4 separate regions of the Mus musculus genome follow, and regions 2, 3 and 4 are each linked to region 1. A link is a contact called in public Hi-C and promoter capture Hi-C data. All regions are on one chromosome and are shown on one strand. The core of a region is the stretch at or near the end of the contact, and the rest is flanking DNA. Distances in the headings are between cores, read along the strand shown. Region 1 holds the start of Calb1 (calbindin 1). Region 2 has its middle 52 kb from the start of Gm24317. Region 3 has its middle 170 kb from the start of Gm24317. Region 4 has its middle 210 kb from the start of Gm24317.

The links. Promoter capture Hi-C pulls out the DNA fragments that hold promoters and counts their contacts. Hi-C and Micro-C count contacts between places; a contact is called where the count stands out from the background.
Region 2: a contact with region 1 is called in a promoter capture Hi-C map of hippocampal neurons, with 5 times the contacts expected there. The contact joins the enhancer-like site here to the promoter of Calb1 in region 1. A contact is called at or near these places in 9 of 39 promoter capture datasets (cranial neural crest, embryonic stem cells, frontonasal cranial neural crest and 4 more), 1 of 484 Hi-C or Micro-C datasets (cortical neurons), 2 of 115 datasets of contacts at active chromatin or transcription factors (SST interneurons and forebrain) and 1 of 9 other capture datasets (pancreatic islet).
Region 3: a contact with region 1 is called in a Hi-C map of ventral hippocampal neurons, with 2.6 times the contacts expected there. The contact joins the enhancer-like site here to the promoter of Calb1 in region 1. A contact is called at or near these places in 7 of 39 promoter capture datasets (the HPC-7 cell line, hippocampal neurons, liver and 3 more), 3 of 484 Hi-C or Micro-C datasets (cerebral cortex, cortical neurons and ventral hippocampal neurons) and 2 of 9 other capture datasets (adipose tissue and pancreatic islet).
Region 4: a Hi-C map of cerebellar granule neurons shows a contact between it and region 1, with 4 times the contacts expected there. The contact joins the enhancer-like site here to the promoter of Calb1 in region 1. A contact is called at or near these places in 4 of 39 promoter capture datasets (the HPC-7 cell line, hippocampal neurons, liver and 1 more) and 5 of 484 Hi-C or Micro-C datasets (cerebellar granule neurons, cerebral cortex, cortical neurons and 2 more).

Annotation. Positions count from the first base shown.
Region 1 is chr4:15,879,152-15,883,616 of GRCm38.p6, reverse strand. Calb1 (calbindin 1) reads right to left here and starts at 2,353. Exons shown (of 11, transcript NM_009788.4): 1 at 2,140-2,353; 2 at 1,583-1,659. The coding sequence starts at 2,218.
Region 2 is chr4:15,432,838-15,437,302 of GRCm38.p6, reverse strand. No RefSeq gene overlaps it. Among named protein-coding and RNA genes, the nearest start is that of Gm24317, 52 kb to the right of the region's middle. Within about 2 kb of position 2,027, at least 20 of the 459 cell types and tissues checked have an H3K27ac peak or open chromatin away from gene starts, as enhancers often do. A contact at or near this core is called in SST interneurons, cortical neurons and hippocampal neurons, where this site is marked.
Region 3 is chr4:15,548,674-15,553,138 of GRCm38.p6, reverse strand. No RefSeq gene overlaps it. Among named protein-coding and RNA genes, the nearest start is that of Gm24317, 170 kb to the right of the region's middle. Within about 2 kb of position 2,473, at least 14 of the 459 cell types and tissues checked have an H3K27ac peak or open chromatin away from gene starts, as enhancers often do. A contact at or near this core is called in ventral hippocampal neurons, where this site is marked.
Region 4 is chr4:15,592,639-15,597,103 of GRCm38.p6, reverse strand. No RefSeq gene overlaps it. Among named protein-coding and RNA genes, the nearest start is that of Gm24317, 210 kb to the right of the region's middle. Within about 2 kb of position 2,398, at least 19 of the 459 cell types and tissues checked have an H3K27ac peak or open chromatin away from gene starts, as enhancers often do. A contact at or near this core is called in cerebellar granule neurons, cortical neurons, hippocampal neurons and 1 more, where this site is marked.

The DNA of each region.
Region 1 (4,465 bases), core at 1,104-3,603:
CTTCTGTCTTATCAGCTAAAGATCCATAGAACCAAAGTGATGTTATTACAGAAATGTATTTGCATGCTAATGCACAAGGGGAAAAGAGGGCAAAGTGCATAGAAGATATTTTTATTTGATCTTATTCTATTACACTTTAGATTACATGATATGAAATCTGAGTAAAACAATCCCCAGAGCATGATCTGGTTTAAAGTCGGTTTGGCATGATTTTAGCAATTTGATAGTCTGCATGTAATACATCAGAGTGCATTTCCATCAGTATGGAGATTCTTTTTGCTGTTGTATAGGGATTCCTACTATATAAATCTCACCATGTACAGAACAACAGCAAAAGTCCCCCAAAGAAACAAACAAAAATCAACCCCCCAAAACCCCAAAAAACAAAACAGTCGCATTAATACTGTTTCTCTCTCTCTCTCTCTCTCTCTCTCTCTCTCTCTCTCTCTCTCCCCCCTCTCTCTCTCTTTCTCACACACACACACACACACACACACACACACACACACACACACACACGAGCACTAGAAATGGTGGCATGCTGTATAATATCTAGGGATGATATGTATATTATCTTTATGTAAAAATTTCTTTGTAATTATAATCCAAAAGACCAAAGGCTATTAACATTTAACTACTGCGTATCCAACCTTGCTTTCTTTTGAAAAGCAGTCTTACATAAATGCTATCAGACCTGTAAAATTCTCAATTTACTCTTTATATAAACATCTCATATGTTTAAAAGTTAGTTGGGTATCTTTTATTTTTCCATTGACATCATCCTTTCCCAACAAATAGATTTGGCCCAAAGGAATTAATTCTTAAACAATAATTATAATTTATTTAACCAATGCTTATGTCAAAACCATAGCTTATTTAAAAACCACCACTCGTACTTTCTCTTCAGAATCTTCTCCTTTCCACAATACATGAAATTCTTACAGTGCTTTGTTTTATTGCTTTATTAATTTGGGGATTCTCTCCAACAAAAATGAAAAAAAAACCATTTCTTGCTAAATTCTCACACTTATTATGAATTGGTTATCTTTGCTCAAGATTAAGGGTCAAGGCAAGCTGTAGTTTCACCCCTCCCCCACCCCGTTCCCAGCTACTCTGACTTCGCAGCAGAAATTGGCACTAGAATCTGCAGATCTGTTCCTGACCACCAAGGGGCAGGAATGTATTTCTACCCCTTCCTTATCGTCTAGAAAAGAGAAGTTAGAAATCACACAACCAACTCAGTGGTGGAGGTGGGGAATCTGACGAAGGGTCTTGCACATCGACATTTCCTTTTAAGACCTATTAAGGAAAGGAGGATTATAGAAATATATGACTGATTTAAGATGATAGGGATTTTCTCTTTAGACACCCTACCACCACCACCAAACACACACACACACACACACACACACACACACACACACACACACACACACTTTTTCTCTTGACGCAATTTGGAAATATGTTCTCTCTCGCCTTTCTTAGTAGGTAAGCCTTTACTTTCTCCCACAAAACCTCTTTTATGAAACACAAGAATAGGTATGTCTTAGGCTTGAAGGGTCCTGCTCAAACTCAAGCCTACCAATCCAGCCTTCTTTCGCGCCTGCAGAAGCTCCTGGATCAAGTTCTGCAGCTCCTTTCCTTCCAGGTAACCACTTCCTGAAAAGACAAAGAGACACCCAGGTGTCAGATGTCTCTTTCTAAGTTTCTTCTCGGTTCTTTCCAGGACAACCGTCCTGGGAGGCTATGTACAGCCTGAGCACCGATTAATCAGCAATGAGCCGCCGCAGCGCTTAGCTTCCTAGGTGTAAAACTTCAACCGCATAAAGGGCATAGGAGGGTAGCAGGGGTGCTGGGGATGGTGTTTGAAACTTTTGGGGACAGGGTTTCCCAATCTTTGCTTCTGTCCTACCGTTACCGTTCCTAGAAAGGTGAACGCTTACAGCACGGGGATGGCGTACACTCAGTGTAAACTTCCAGGATGATGGGTAGGCAGTCAGGGGGAGACGAGATTAGACAGGGTGAAGGAAGACGGAAAAGAACAGAAAAGGATGGTTGGGATGAACAAGCACAGTCGAAGGGAAGAGCAGGGAAGGAATGGGGACGGGTCTTGCAAGGGTTAAAAAAGAAAATAATCACCGTCAGCGTCGAAATGAAGCCAGATCTCAAAAAACTGTGAGGCTGTGATCAGAGATGACTGCAGGTGGGATTCTGCCATCGTGGTGCAGCGGCTAGTTTGAGAGTGCGCGGAGCGCGAACCTCGGGCGAGAGGGCTGCGCAGGCTGAGCTGGGCGCGGCGCGGCGGGGCGCTGTCCGCGGTGCTGCTCCGTTCGGGCGTCCTCCGGAGTTCTCCGCACCCCGCACCCAGTTCTCTGTATTTATCCCGCCGGCCCCAGGCCGGGCCACGCCTCCTCCTGCCTCCTTTTCCTAGCTCCCGCCTCTTGCTCTCACCAACCTTCTTCCCCTCCCCTCCGATTTCTCTCTTCCCAGGAAATAGCTGGAGCTGGAGTTTTGGAGTCTAGGAAGCAGCAGGTGGTGGGGATCCCTTGCTCAGACTCATTTCTCCTCACATCCCCCAGGTTCAGGGAGGCTTTCACTCCTGAATGTTAGAGTAAAGCAACATACCTAGAATTGTTTGATTTTTTTTCAGATGGAAGGGAAAGCTGACTGATAAACCACGTCAGTGGAGATTTTGTCTACTTAGTATTTATCGAGGCAGTTGAGTATTTGAACAAAATCAGATGTCAAGTGTTAGTTTAATTTGATTAATGCATACGTTGCTGTGGTTAATTGTAACAATGCTTCATATTGCGCTAATGGAGACCATCACGTGGCTGTTTAAGATGTGAGCTATGCTTAGAGACAGCAGAATGCAGGAGTCTGCTGCTCTTGCTGTTGTTACTTTTTGAGCTTGAAGCAGAATTATTGGAATGTAGTAGAATTAACTTATAAGAATTTAAGATGTTAGGAAGGAAGTGATTTTATCGATGCCATTAGTTACTTGCATCTTACAAAGTAGAAACTGAAAGAAATGTCACCAGGCTAACCAGTGACTCCGTAGCAGCCCCACTCACTGATTTTACAGCTGCGCTGCTTCTATCTCTAGGTGAGGGATTTTTTTCCAGAAACTGGAAATCATTAGAGGTGGGAAAAATATCCGGCTACATGTTACAATTGGTATTTTAATATGACAAATACTGTATTTAGGTTTTCTTTTACGTAAGTATTTCTAAGTTATCTAATTGTCCATCTTTTGAGACCTTATGGTCTGCTGAAAATGAACCCTATGTGTCTGGTTACAGTAACACAAAAGCAAACCAGTGTGGTATAAACTTTCAAAACGAGCTCATGAAGCGCCACAGGTTTCACGTGTGTCATAGAATATGGAATTCACCACATTTGTGTTTCCTCCAATAGTGGGATTGTGAGGCAACCAATTGTCTTCTCCAGACAAGTCCTGCAGCCATGATACTCTAAAGTTTTCATGGATGTAAGTTTTGACTTTCATCACCTTATCTGATTCTCACACAAATCTCAGACTGATATTATACACAAAGCAAGCCAAACTCTGAGAGGATAACAAGGATATTGTTTTTACTTAAAAAGATTATGTGCATGCCCAGTTGTTTATATTTTCATCCATTCAGTGAACACTTATCAACAGCTTTTGGGTCAGGTACTTTGCTAGGTCCTGCAAGTAGTGCAATAAAACGTATTAACCTTACCTTCTGTGGCTTACAAAGGTAAAGGGGCATTTGACCCAATACACGTCAGTTACTTTTGTTCATATACCTCTTAATTTCCAGGGAAAACTGAATCTCAGCCTACCCAAGTCACATCCTCATACAAAAGTTTGTTCCTCGGTAGACACTTCCTCCATTAGCCCATGTTTACATAACATAGTTTTCCATCCTAATTGTAGACATTCCATCTTTTTTAGTGTTCTACTGTGACAAACAGCTGCAACAAATATCTTCAGATATTTATTTTAGATATACATTTTTTCCTGGTCATAGGGGTACTATTGTTAGTACAAAAGCATATATAATTTAAAATTTAAAGAACATTTCTAGATTAGTTCTTTTAGTTTGTATCAACTCAGATTAACAAGCTGTAAACATGGCATCCTCAACATCTTTGAATGTTATAGTCTTCAATTTCTTCAATTTACATTTTGATTTTCTTTTTTTTTTCATTTTGATTTTCTAAGGTAATATTTTTTCCTGGATAATTTTTTTTAGCAGAAGAAATGTAACTTCATAAAATACATTTTTCTCTTAAATAACTATTAGTCTTAGACTCTCATTTAAAATCAACATCTCTTTTTAGACATTTTTGGTGTCACTTCAAAATTAAATTGAGTTTAAGGACACTAAACAAGTGTGTGTTTCAGTTCTACAGCTCTGAAGTAACTTAAGAACTATTTCTGCCTTTTGCCTGCCGAATTTTTCAGTTCATTAACCAA
Region 2 (4,465 bases), core at 778-3,277, 450 kb after region 1:
GGTGTGAATCAGGATGACGTGGCCTAAGAACTCTTGTCTCTGGTCTAGTGAATGCAGGATTTGGCCATGCTGCCTGCAGTTCCTATGCAAACTACATGGACTGGTCCAAAATGACTTCCAGCTGAGGCTGACTCCACAGAACACTTTAGCTAGGGAGCAAATCAGTCTGTCTGTCAGATAGAAAATCCCTCCAAGAGCTTCCACAGATATTCAGAAATCCTGTGTATCGATCGGAAAATATAGATGTGTTTTAGGCCGAGACAAAAGCGATACCTCGGTACTCTTTACCTAACACGTCTGTAAGGGTCTTTGCCTGAACAAGTTTCTCTGTCTCTTTCTGTCTCTGTCTCTGTCTCTGTCTCTGTCTCTCTCTCTCTCTCTCTCTCTCCCTTTCTCTTTCTATCTCTCTCTCTCAAATTTATGAGTAACAAGTATTCAGTGTAGACAGAAGTCTGAGACCAAAGTCTAATGAATTCTCATGATTAAAAATCCATATCTATCTATATATCTATATCTACATATCTATCCCTATCTCTCTCTATATATATATATGTACATATATATATATATATATTCAATTTTGTTTACTGCCAAAATACTGAATCAGAATTTTAAGTTTAAGAGGGAAAGTCTAGCATGATATAATTTTTCTCTTCTCCATCTCCTTTTTCTTTGTGTTGCCTCCATTACTACTGCATGCTATGAGGATTAGGGCAACATGAGTACTTTTCTTTTTTTTTTTTTTTTTTTCTTTTTCTTTTTTGGTTTTTTGAGACAGGGTTTCTCTGTATAGCCCTGGCTGTCCTGGAAGTCACTTTGTAGACCAGGCTGGCCTCGAACTCAGAAATCCACCTGCCTCTGCCTCCCGAGTGCTGGGATTAAAGGCGTGTGCCACCACGCCCGGCTGTACTTTCCTTTTCTTAACCCATTATCTAACTCAGTGGCTCTCACCATGTGGGTGGAAACCCTCTTTAGGGGTTGAATGACTGATTCACAATGGTCACCTAAAACCACTGGGAAAACATAGATATTTACATTAGAATTCAGAGCAGTGGCAAAATTTCAGTCATGAGGTAACATTAAACATAAGGTTATGGATTGGGGTCACTATAACACGAGGAAGTGTATTAAAGGTGGCAGCATTAGGAAGGTTAAAAGCCACTGGTCTAACTCAAGGTAGTAGACCATTTAAAATAATTGTCCTAACAGCTGCTGTCAACAGTATTTCTGGAAAAGGAAACAGAGCTAACCTTGGAAAATCTGTGGTTCTTAACTCCAAATACAAAAAGAAAACAAGGCTCTGCTGGTACAGAGCAGACCGCAGTCACAGTACCAGCGTATTGGCCTGTATCAGCCTCTGTCTTCTCCTAGGCAGCCTTGAATCACACCAGGAAAAGGTAGCCATCTACCTGCTTTCCAGAAGAAGGCTATTAGAGCAAGACCAACTTTCTCCTACATGACTTGCAGAGCTTTCTTATCTGGTACAAAAATAATATAAACCACCCTAGCAGTTACCCTAGAAAAAATGATGAGGTGTTTTGGGCAAAGACACACCCACCTGCATTCTCTCCTCTCTGGGGAGCAGAACACTGCATGCCATCTCCTTTCTTGTACTCAGAATTACTGTCAGACATCTGTTTTTGACACTCTCAGAAAAGCAGCATTTATCTACCAAATACACAGCTTTATCTCCTGTCCACCCAATTACTGTCGAATTGGGTTTTTTTTCTCTTTCCTTTTTGAATAATTTGACATTTTCAAATGAGGCAAAAGGATTTCTCGTAGGCCAGATATCTAGCTTTGTATTTAATTATCCTGTCCATACTAATGAGCCATTTAAATCAACAACCAGTAGACCAAACCCCAGGAGAAGATTTTAACACAGTGTTTGAAGACTTTGTCAAGTCCACCTTTGAGGCTGTCTCCTCTAATTACTAGAAATTTACTGCTGGTTTCAGATACACGCACTATGGGGGAGAGAACACATTACACAGCAGTTTCACTTCACAGCCCGTAGTCATGGCAACATCAGGGGATACATCTTAAAATAAGGAATACATTCCAAGGGCAAGAGCTTGGCTCTTGCCACCAGATGTTTGCAGTCTCGTTTTTGGAAATAAACATATTATTTGTGTTTTTAAAAGCCTTAAAAATCTATTTTAATGGTACAGTATTTTTTTTAAGTTCACCACAAAAAAAAAAAAAAATTCATGATGTTTCTCAAATAGCACCATATGCTCCATTCATTTTACAGCTTTTAAAAATAAGTTTTGAATTTTCTTATTTCAGAAATACATGTTTACATATCCTGGTTCATTCACACAACCTTTTACTAAGCACTTACTTTGTGCTGAATACCTTGTTAAATAACTTCCTCTCACTGACTTTGAACCTAGAAGAGTGCTTCCTCTTGTACAAACTTGAGAAAAATTAATGTTTACTTTTTTCCTGTTACAAATTTATAGAAATCACAAATACTTACGTGGTAATCCAAGAGAAATTACTCTTCTTTATGCTATGTGTAGAACAGGAAACAAGCTACATATAATATTATCTTTTTAGCTTTTAAACATTTTGATCAAAGAGAAGTGATAACTGACTGGGCTATATTTACAAAAGTTTTACACCACTATCAATCTTTGGAAGATAAAATGGAATTTACTGCCTGTGGTAAAGCTCAAAATTCTGTATTTCTGTCTTATCAAACTCAATCGAATTTACCATTCTATACTTACCACCCTGCACTCTTACAGAGTTCTATTGGCTCACTTTGAGAAAGTTATTAACGGTGTCTCCAATATGCCAAGCACTGTGGAAATAAAAGGATGAATCGCCCAGATTCTTTTTCTTTGGGGAGTATTTGGTCAGGTAGGAGGAACAGTTGTCTTACCAGTAATCAGACAGCAGCATGCACACGTGGCTATGTGAGTGTGCATAGCAAAGCCAGACTGGAAATTAGAGGGTTCGGTGGGTGTGAACATGGTTGTTAGGAACAGGTCATTTGAAGGCCTGCAAGGAAGACTTTACAGAAGAGGTGACTTCTAGCAGGCATTATGGGAGAACTGTGGGTGTAGCTCAGGGGTGGAGTACGTAGGTAACAAATGTGAGGCCTTGCATTCCACCCTGGTTTTCAATACAAGCACAGAAACACATAGACAATGAGCATCGTAGAAAAGCTGAGCACTTAAGCATTCTTTTGTCTTTCTCCTGCCTTCAAATTTACTCCACATTTTAAAAAAAAAGTTAAATTGCACATATTTTGCTCTAGCTACACCTGATAGTGTGCACTGTTCTTCAGCTATGTCAGGATATATTGGAGAATTACTAATCTTTCAGGATGTCCTCCTCTCTCCCATGGCCGTGAGCTGTGCTTTAAATCATGTACTTGATTAGAAGTGCTCATAACGCCTTCTTGAAATAACAACAATGTCTTCATTTTTAAAAATAAATTATTTGATTGAAGGCAACGCTATGTAGGTTCAACTTAAGTCTAATGATATGTTGGTCTCTTGCTCTGAGAGAAAGTTTGCCTTTTATGATCCAGCTCAATTCATAATCTTTCTAATTGCCACCCAGCATTTTGTAACTCGACTCCATACCCACAACTGCCCTCTCTCTAGAACTCTGGCTATGTCTTTCTCTGAATTTGAAGCTCATTTGATGTGCTTTTTTTTTTTTCTTAGCAGAGGGAACTCAGTGATTAAATGGTATTTACATTTTACTCCCTGTGCTACATTGTCAAGTGTTTTCTGCTGCTCATCAGGGATGCAACATTTATTAAACTGAGGGATGTATGCCTACATTCAGGAACAGTATTATTATTATTTCCAAAAGCCTGATGAATATTAAACCTTCTTTTCAAACAGTGGCATATTTTGCCTTCTGATGTTTTTGTGTGGTAGTCACTTAGCTAGCATATGCTCCAGACTTGAACTTTTACTTGAAAAGGAAAATTACTACATACCTTTCAAATTTGTGTATATATTCATATATATGCATTAATTATAAATAATACACACATGCATACAGATACCTAAAGAAACAATGGTTCTAAACATGGCACCAATTTGCATTGTTGTAAGCATCATAAGCACATGACCATTATTTCTACTTTGCACTAAATAGCCTTAAGAGTTTGTGAACTATTCTGCTTAAGACATCTCATTCAAGGGGCTCAGAATCCATATGTCCTTATTTTCAAGCTACATTTAGCAAGAAATGGATATTATACCAATACTTAGACATAACTACAGGACAGAAGCAAAACACAGCACTAATTGAAACAAATTCACCTACTGAAGATTTGGCTATGATGAGACTGACTGTGCATTTCATTCATGTAAAATTCATTTTAGGAAGAAAAAGTTTCATCTCCATATTATCTAGGATTTACATTTGGATATTCAATAATTTATAAGCATTTCCAGCCATTTTTTATATTTAGCCCAGCTTAACATAACAAAGT
Region 3 (4,465 bases), core at 1,224-3,723, 330 kb after region 1:
TTCAGTCAGTAGGGTCACCTTCTGCTGTGGTTGGAATTTCAAATGTCTCTCACAAGCTCATATGTGTGAACACTTGGTCCCTAACTGGTGGTGCTGTTCAGGAAGGCTATGGATTCTCTGAAGCAAGAGACAGCCTCTCAGAGATGAGTCACTCAGAGCTGGCCCTTTGGTGACTTTAAACTGACTGACTTCTAGCCAAGCACTCTGTTTCCCAGTCTAGAAAGATATGACTTCCGCTACTATGTCACAGTCATAGATCAGACCCTTCAACTACTGTGTCTTCTCTACTATAATGTATTATTCCCTCTGAGCTGGTAGCCAAGGTAATCTCACTTAAGTTGTTTCCATCCAGTATTTTGTCTTGGTGACAAGAAAAGACTAGCTCAATATACCTTCACATACAAATGGCAATAATAACATGCTATAAACAAAAAGGGCTGAGTTCTGCCGTGTTTATTGCTGTTGGCTATCATTTGGCAGAGGCAAGTGAGAGAGATCCCCAGATGGGAAATGGGGAGATGCCTCACTGAATTAGTCTGCTGAGAAACGTACTCATCCTTGTAGCGCCCCCAAAATGAAATGTGCACCTGCAGTTATCTGGGATGACTAAAAGAAGTCAATGAGTCAGCAGAAACTTAGGAAAGAGCCAAAGGAGATTGGCAAGTTGGTTCAGAATAGGTAAATTTTTGAGAAGCATGTCAGTGAAGCTACTACACAGAACTAGGTTGGGGTTCTTTGTTTTGTTTTTGTTTTTGTTTTGTTTTGTTTAAAGCTGCACATGCCTGGAATTAGGAGGATCTATAATGCCAGTTGAGCCATTTTTTTTTCAAACACAATTCCCCACAGTTCTGTATATGGCATTGAAAAAGTAGATGAAAACTAAATGAAATGCAAACACTCGTCAGTGTTGTCTAATCTACTCCCACTAACAGTTGTGTAAATACTGAAAAATGTTAGCTTCAAGGTATTAGTTTTCCAAGAGCACAGCACATCATAAAAGCATTCTCTCATAATGTTGTTTCCTTGATGATGTATGAATATCAGAGAGATGATACAACATAGGGAACCTGAAAATAGAAGGCTTCAGGTGTGCTCCATTTCCTGCTGCTGAGCCATGATTAGGACTCTTGATAGGAAGGGAAGAAATGTTTCATTGTTAAAAAAGCATGCCCTAATATCAGAACTTACTGTTTGAGGTTTCCCTTAATTTTCAAGCTGCATATAACTTTAAAACTTTGAAAATAAACTTGAAATTAAAATCAATCATCACCTTGCTTGTCTGGAGCAGAAAAATACATACATTCTTATTTGGAACTTTTATTTTATTCCAAATATTATCATTACAGCAGTATCTTGCATTTAAGCATTTTGTATTGTAACATAGACTCTCACCTTTCTCTAGACAGTAGTAAAAAGATAACCAAGAGAACTCTGTCTAACTATGAAGCTGTAAAGAGACCAGATGAATGAAAAGTAGAAACCACGTAGGGTCACTTTCAAGATCACCCAGGGTGTACTGCATCCCTGCAAAGAGCTCACAGAGATAAAAGAAATTTATATATCTCCTGCTTAAAAGAAAACTATTTACCCATCCACATAATTTGAATCACTATGTCTTTTCATTTATAAAGTTGTTATATCTCCTTATATTTACCCTATCCTATTTTTGTAAACACACCTGAGAGTACGGGGCACTGTAGCTCTGCCTCTATCACAGACACCTGAACCACCTTTACTTGTGTAAACATCAAACTGGCAATCACGAAAGGAACAAAAATTGATTCTGTTTTATTTTTCAGATGCTTCCCTAACCCTTTGGGTATACTGGATACATTATCTTGGTGTCAATTTCTGCCTCGGGTCCCTCAACCTTTTTCTTCTACAACTCCTTCAATGCTTTGTATAGATCCCTCTTACATTCTTAGTAGAGTATACTTCGACTTATCTTTCAAAATTTACCCTGATGGGCCCAACTCTATTATCATTTTTTCCCATAAGTTGTCTGACTAAGCTTCCAGCAGTTTGTTCCTGTTTAGGTATCAGTTCTCCACTAAAGAATGTAAACTCTAGGAAAGCAAGGGCCATTGTTTTATTTGCTGATGAAAATGTAACACGCGTTGAATGGAGGAATAAGTAAGCTAATTGATCCCTTTTGTCTTCCTCTAGGTAACTCAATACTATTAGAACTTTTGATGCAAAAGTCTTCAAGAATGGTCAACAGAAAATATTGACAACACATGTGCTGACTACATTCTACCAAGAGGAAAAGAAGAACTTCTTGCAGAGAAGGAGAAAGGATGCTGGAAGTCTACTCCAGCACTTACTAATAGAGTGTAACAAATTATGGGGTTTTAGAAATTCAATTTAGCTCTCAACATGCGCCGTTTCACCACCTGCGTACACAAGAGTCACACCCACACGAGTTCCCTCTGCCAGCTCCATCTCGTCCCTCCTCCTCATTAGCCAACACCTAATTACATACTAATTGGCTCAGAGAACACAAGCTTGTTATTGCACTAAAAACACTCAGAGCTCCCCCACAGACAGATTCTCATGAAAACCAAATATAAAAGGAGTTGGCCTTGTGCCTGGTTTTCATCAAGACATAGCTAGATTCTTCTAGCTCCTTCCTGGCCACAAAGTTAGGCTTCGCTCTTATGCTTCTGTGAAGTAATTTTCTTCAGGGACACATTGAAGTAGTTAGTACCAGCCAAATGGACCGAACCAGATTTGAGTGTGTCATAACCATAACAATTTCATAAATAAAGGACTTCACAATGACCTTGATCATTATATGACTGCTTCGTTAGTCATAGAGAGCCACAGTTAATCAGGAACAGTTTCTCATTAAACTTACTATTGTTCTCCCCTTGTGATCTCTAGATGTCAATATTCTCCCACTATTGCTACCTCAGATTAGACAAACTGACTTTCTAAACTCATTTGAGAGCATGAACATGCTTTCTCTTTGCTGAACTTTCTCTTCTCCCAACAAAAACATAGCAAACAGTTTCTATTATCACAGCATAGTTACGTGAGCTGTGATTAATGGCATAGAAGCCATAGGAGTATGTTTTGAGATGCAGGTTTCAAAGCTGTTCGATTTTTCTCAACCAAGTTCTGGCATTGTAATTGCCAGTGATAGGCAGCCCCACAGAGGAGACATTGCAAAATACAGAGGACCACTTGTGCAAACAAGGACCACTTGTGGTACAATTTATCTCCCATAGTCCACTGGTGTGGGAGAGGTGGAGGTAACACTAGAGAGAAGACTGTTGTCATGCTAGGAAGCAGAAATCACTGCCATGGCTAAAATAATTAGGAGCAAGGGAAATAGAAGCCCCAAGCTGTATCCTTCTATCCAAATGAGCCACTGACTGAGGCCAATTGTACACATAAAGAAAATCTGGAACCTTGGAAGAAATTTATATACAGATTGTAGTTGCTAGCCTTTAAAGGGGCTGAGATGGGATTTCCTATTTGGAAACATGGGAATTCTTACAATGTTATCCAATAAAATTCCAGGAGAATTCAAACATCTCTTATATGATGCTGCCATTATTCTATGAACAACTGTAGACATCGAAAAGCTACTTTGCAATTCCATTGTCTTTAAGGAAGTTTTAACTTTTATATACTCATTTAAGTATTATAAAATGGCAGCTGACAATTATATATGTGTAACTCTATTTGGTCTTTAAAGATTCAGATATTTTTCATTTAAAGCTCATACTTGAAGCCTACATTCAACAGCCACAGAAGGAATCCTCAGGTGCTGGGATGATGCTGTAGTCCCCCATTCCTTAATGTTAAAGTTCCTCATATGAGAAAGTTTAACACCTAGTTAATAAATACATAGAGTAAAATGACGGCAACAGGGGACTAGTGAGTAGAGAGACTGGGGAGATGCTGGTCAAAGAACATTTAGTGGGACAGAAGATACACTACAGAGTTCATATTAAAAAATACACTAGAGCACCCTTAAAAATTGTTTGGAGAGTAGATTTTAAAACTTTTCTTATTGTTACAAAAACAGATAATTATATGGGATAATACATATGTTAATGGCATTATTGCCAGACTGTCTCTGACCCACCTGCCACCCAAGTAATGAAACTGAGACCTTTTATTAATTATGACAGCTTAGCCTTCGCTTAAGCTTGTTCCAACTAGCTCATAACTTATGTTAATCCATTATTAGTATACTAATTCACATCCTGCCACATTGCTTGTTACTTCTCCTCAGTACCGGCACCTGTTTCTTTTTCTCTTTCTGGGGTGGTGAATCTCTCCTCCTCACCTCCATGGCTGATGCACTAATCTCCCCACCCCCACCCCCAGAATATTTTCCAGAGTTACTAACTGTCCAAAAGTCCCGCCTATCCTTCCCAGGATTGCTATAGGCCCTCCAGCTCTTTATTAAACCAATCTGAAGGCGTTAAAGGGAGTGTTTACAAGGTATGAT
Region 4 (4,465 bases), core at 1,149-3,648, 290 kb after region 1:
TGAACATCTCAAAATTATTTGCAGAGCATCAGTTTTATCAAGGTAGAAGTGATGGTACAAAGTATATGATGTTGAACAGGTCAAATTCCAGGAAATTGGTTAAGATGTGGTCAAATTCAAGTTTTACAGAAAAAAAAAATGAATAGACTTATTTTGACCTTGCAACTAGATGGCTTCAAATCTTAAGATGGACTCAGGCTGGTCTATCACCAACTTCCTGTATCTGGAACAAATAATAACTTGTGGATTTGATGTTTTTAGCAATATGATCTGTTAGATTCAGTTCATAAATTTTAATTCTCTAAAAGATGCTTGAAATGATTAGGAAAGAGCAACTTGAGGTAAACAGCTGCTGCTGGTTAGCAGAAATACTCTTCCCACCTGACCCCTGCCGAGCTGACACAATGGCTTCTGTGGCTCTGTTATGACTCAATCTCGTCCTGACATTTAACAGACCCATATAATTTCACTCCATTTTATATGCACCTTCCATCCTCCCCAATCAGGGACCATCATTATCCCTGCTTGGAGCTGACTCAGATGCGTGACAGAAGTCAGCTCCTTGTAGGTTGTCTGCGCCCAATTCCTCCTGGTTTGCTTCTAGAACAATGGAGAAGGTTGGATTTCTTGTAGAATTCAGTTAAAGTTTGAGGCATGTGATCTATTGATAAGAGAGTTTAATATAGCTTGTTCCTACACACAAATCCATAATTCAGTTACTACTCCAACAAACCCTAGTTACTGGCAAGAGAAAAATAAAAAGAGGAAACAAGGCAAACATGACAGGAGAGTTGAAGTGACAGGTGTACGGTTAGAACTGCCAGTTCCCACTGCCAAAAGGCTGAGACAATATGCTGTTAATAGAACACAGGCATTTCTCACTCTGCAGTGACGTCCTGGGCAACCATGCTCAGGTGGGATGAACAAGGGTTAAAGCCAGCTTGGCTCTCCCCTCAACCTCCTGTGCCCAGATTCAATCATCTTCAATCTATCTGTGCTCTTGCTTCACATGTGTGGAAGAGGGCAAAATACGTAAGCCTTTCATTTTATCTTGTATGCCTGTTAGAAAATGCAAAAATCCAACCAGAAAGCTGGGTATGGAGGACACATTGAACTTCAGTCATCAGGCTACTGACCCCACGATAAGTAAGCAACCCTGAAGCTACATCAGAAGCCAGAAAGAATACAGTACTTGGTACTCATTTAGAAATATATGATGAAGGAGAGCGAGGTGTATGTGGTAGGTGCTACCTAGCTTCTCGTGATGGGTATAAACTGTCCTGCTCTGTCTTTATAACAACCTCCCTAGCCTTTTGTTATTGTTGTTGTGCTTTTTGAGAGTTTTCATTTGTTTTGTTTTTCCATCCTGCCCTATCTCTGCTGGGTCCCCTACCTTGCTCGCTGCTTTTACCTCAGTTTGCATTACTGGTTTTGTCTCCCCCCTCCTCTATTTTCCTGGTTTGGAATATTGCTTCTAAGATTAATAATAAAGAAGTAATAATCTTCCAAATATGCTCTTCCTATCTGCCAATCTATGGGCAGCAATTCTGGCACAATCCTTAATTGAACGGTTCTTTTCTCTTCTGTGGTCTTTGCTTTATTGTGGATGCAGTGGCCCATGCTGTGCCTTTCTGCCATCACATTTTCTTTTCCAATCACTTCCTGCTCTGTAATTCTGAGACTACAATTCTCCAAAATTAGACTTTATTAAATTTCTATTTAGAAATATAAGTCATTTCCTATCACTTCCAAGATGAATTCCAAACCTGAATTGTCTGGAAAGCTTTTTACAAACTTAGCTCTGGTATACAGCAATGTAATATTTACACAATATAATATTTGTGTAGAGAATGGTGTTGTGTGTGCACGTGTGCTTGTAGGTATACTTTGTGTGTGTGCATTTCCGTGGTGGGAACAAGGTTATGTTGCATGTCTTGCTCAATTGTTCTCTGCCTCATTAATTTTGAGTTCTTGAACTGGAGACCACTGATTTGACTAGATTGCCTGGCCAGCAAACCTTGCAGATTCTCCTGACTACAGTGGTTGCAGGTATATATTGCCATGCCTGCATTTCGGTGTAGGGGCTAATGATCTGCATTCAGGGCCTCATACTATCACAGCTTGCACTGATCAATCCATCACTCCAGACCTTATTTTTAAATGACAAAAAAAAAAAAAAAATACTGTATCTTTATCTATGTCCTGCTCACACACCTGAGTAATTCAAAAGCCCTATTTACAGAGATAAGGGAGTCATCTTTGAAAGTGCAAACTGCAGTTGAAGAAGACAGCATTTTCTTGTCTGAAAGCTTCCTTTTTACCCCCTCCATCGTCCCTGGGCTAAGCCAACTCTTACACCCCCACACTGCCGACATCTCCTCCCTCTTCTTGGATTCAGCCTTGAAGGAGCACAGCTATGATATTGGCAGAGAGCATGCCAGGAGGAACAAGTCATTGGGTTCTGATTTTAGATGGATTGCTTAAAACAAATCTCACCAAAATAAAGGAACAAAATAAACCTTTCAGAGTGCCAAGCTACATACTCTGCCAGTGTCTCCGGTGTGCTTTTGATTAGCTGAATCATGTTCTGTTAGAATTCATGTGTAAAAATTCTATTCTCTCAAATCTCTGAATGTGAGTGTGTTTGGAGCTGGTATTTGTGACAAGGGTATTAAGGGAGAATGAGATCAATAGGATGGATCCTTACAGGAAGAGGAAATTAGACAGAAACAGAAGGATAACTACATGAGGACTGAGGGAGAAGGAGGCTGTCTTTCAACAAAAAGAAGAGAGGAGAGTCCCAGAAGAAGCTAAACCAACACATTAATCTTTGACTTTTAGCACTGTGAGGACATGGGTTTCTATGGCGACAACCACTCAGCACACGGTGCTTTGTTATGGCAGTTCTAAAAAGCTCATACAATCTATAAACACAGCCTGGCACAATGTTTTGATTTATTGCCATGTACCACACTTTGTTCTATGCAGTTTGTATATATTTAACTTATTTAATCTTTAGAATAGCTGTAAAAGGGTCCTATTTATACCTCTGTTGTGTGGGTGAACAAGCTCCATTGTGGACAGGCTAGTTAATGTTATTGGATAGAATAGCTAGAAACTAGAGGGGTTGTGATTTATAACTGCGATGGGTTTGAATACAGTCTGTGCTGCCTGCTGAATTCTATTCTATATTCTAGAGTTGGGATGCTCCTGACTTGCTGATTTCTCACTTTAAAACATGATTGTGAAGTTCTTATACATTCTACAGGTGTTAACTCTCCCATTTCATAAAAAAAAATTAGCTCTCTTTTGTTCTTGTATCTACATTATGGCTCAGATTAACAATCTCCTTCTTTGTGTACCAATTTCACTGCATCACAACCCCTATGTTGGTTGCAATTGATTGCAATTGAGGTGTCTGTCTCACTCCCTAGACTGGGTGAATTGGGTGTTAGGGGAGCTATACTTAACATTATATTCTGAAGGATGGAGCAGGGGTGGGTACCACACTACAGTGAAAGCAGGACTTGTCAGTCAGTGATACAACTCTTAAAGCTTGCTCTCCTGGATACTGAAATCTCTTTTCTCCATCACTTTGTGCATTTACAATGCATTCCAAAGAAGTACAATGGTGTAAATACCTAACACTCATGAATCTGTTATAGTGTACTCCATTAGGAAGAGAACTCTGACCCCCCCAGCTCTGCTTCTAAGGCAGTGCTGGGCGATGCTAAGTTTCTGGGCTCACATGTTTCACTCCATATCGATAAGGTAGTGGTAGCTAAAGATCATATCCAGGCAGCCGCATTTCTCAAACATCACTCATTTTAGCAATGAAAAAGTATTTCTGCTATTTCTTTTGTTAGGAAGCGTTTTTGTAGTGCATGCTGCCTTTGGAGAGAAGAATTCAGGTAAATATCTTTCAAATTTGAGCCAGCTACTACTTGAGTGTAACTTCTGGTTGAAAACCTTTAAATGTCAACTAACCACACCTGGGCTACAAATAATTCAGCTTTATCTATGCTGAAGTACTTAAAACAAAAACTGTGGGCTGGAGTAATAGACCAATTGTTAAGCTGTTCTTCCAAAGAATCAGGGTTCAATTCCCAACCCTATAGCCCCCTGTAACTCCAGCCCCAGGAAATGCAAGTGCCCTCTTCTGGCTTCTGGGAGAACTACGTGCACATGGTGTACAGATAATAGTCGCAGGCAAAACACCCACACCCATAAAAATAGATAAGTTTTAAAAATAAGAAAAAATATAACTACACCCAATATTATCAATGAGATTCCTAAAGTGGCTATACAAATGTACACTCCAAAAATAAATGATCACTCTAGATGCTCTATCAACATTGGTACCTGCTGTTGTCAGTTTTTGGTGTTATTTGTTAATTATTTTAAGTGTGTGTGTGAGTGTAGTTAGTTGCATGTGTGTTCAGGAGCCAAAGGAGGCCAGAAGAAG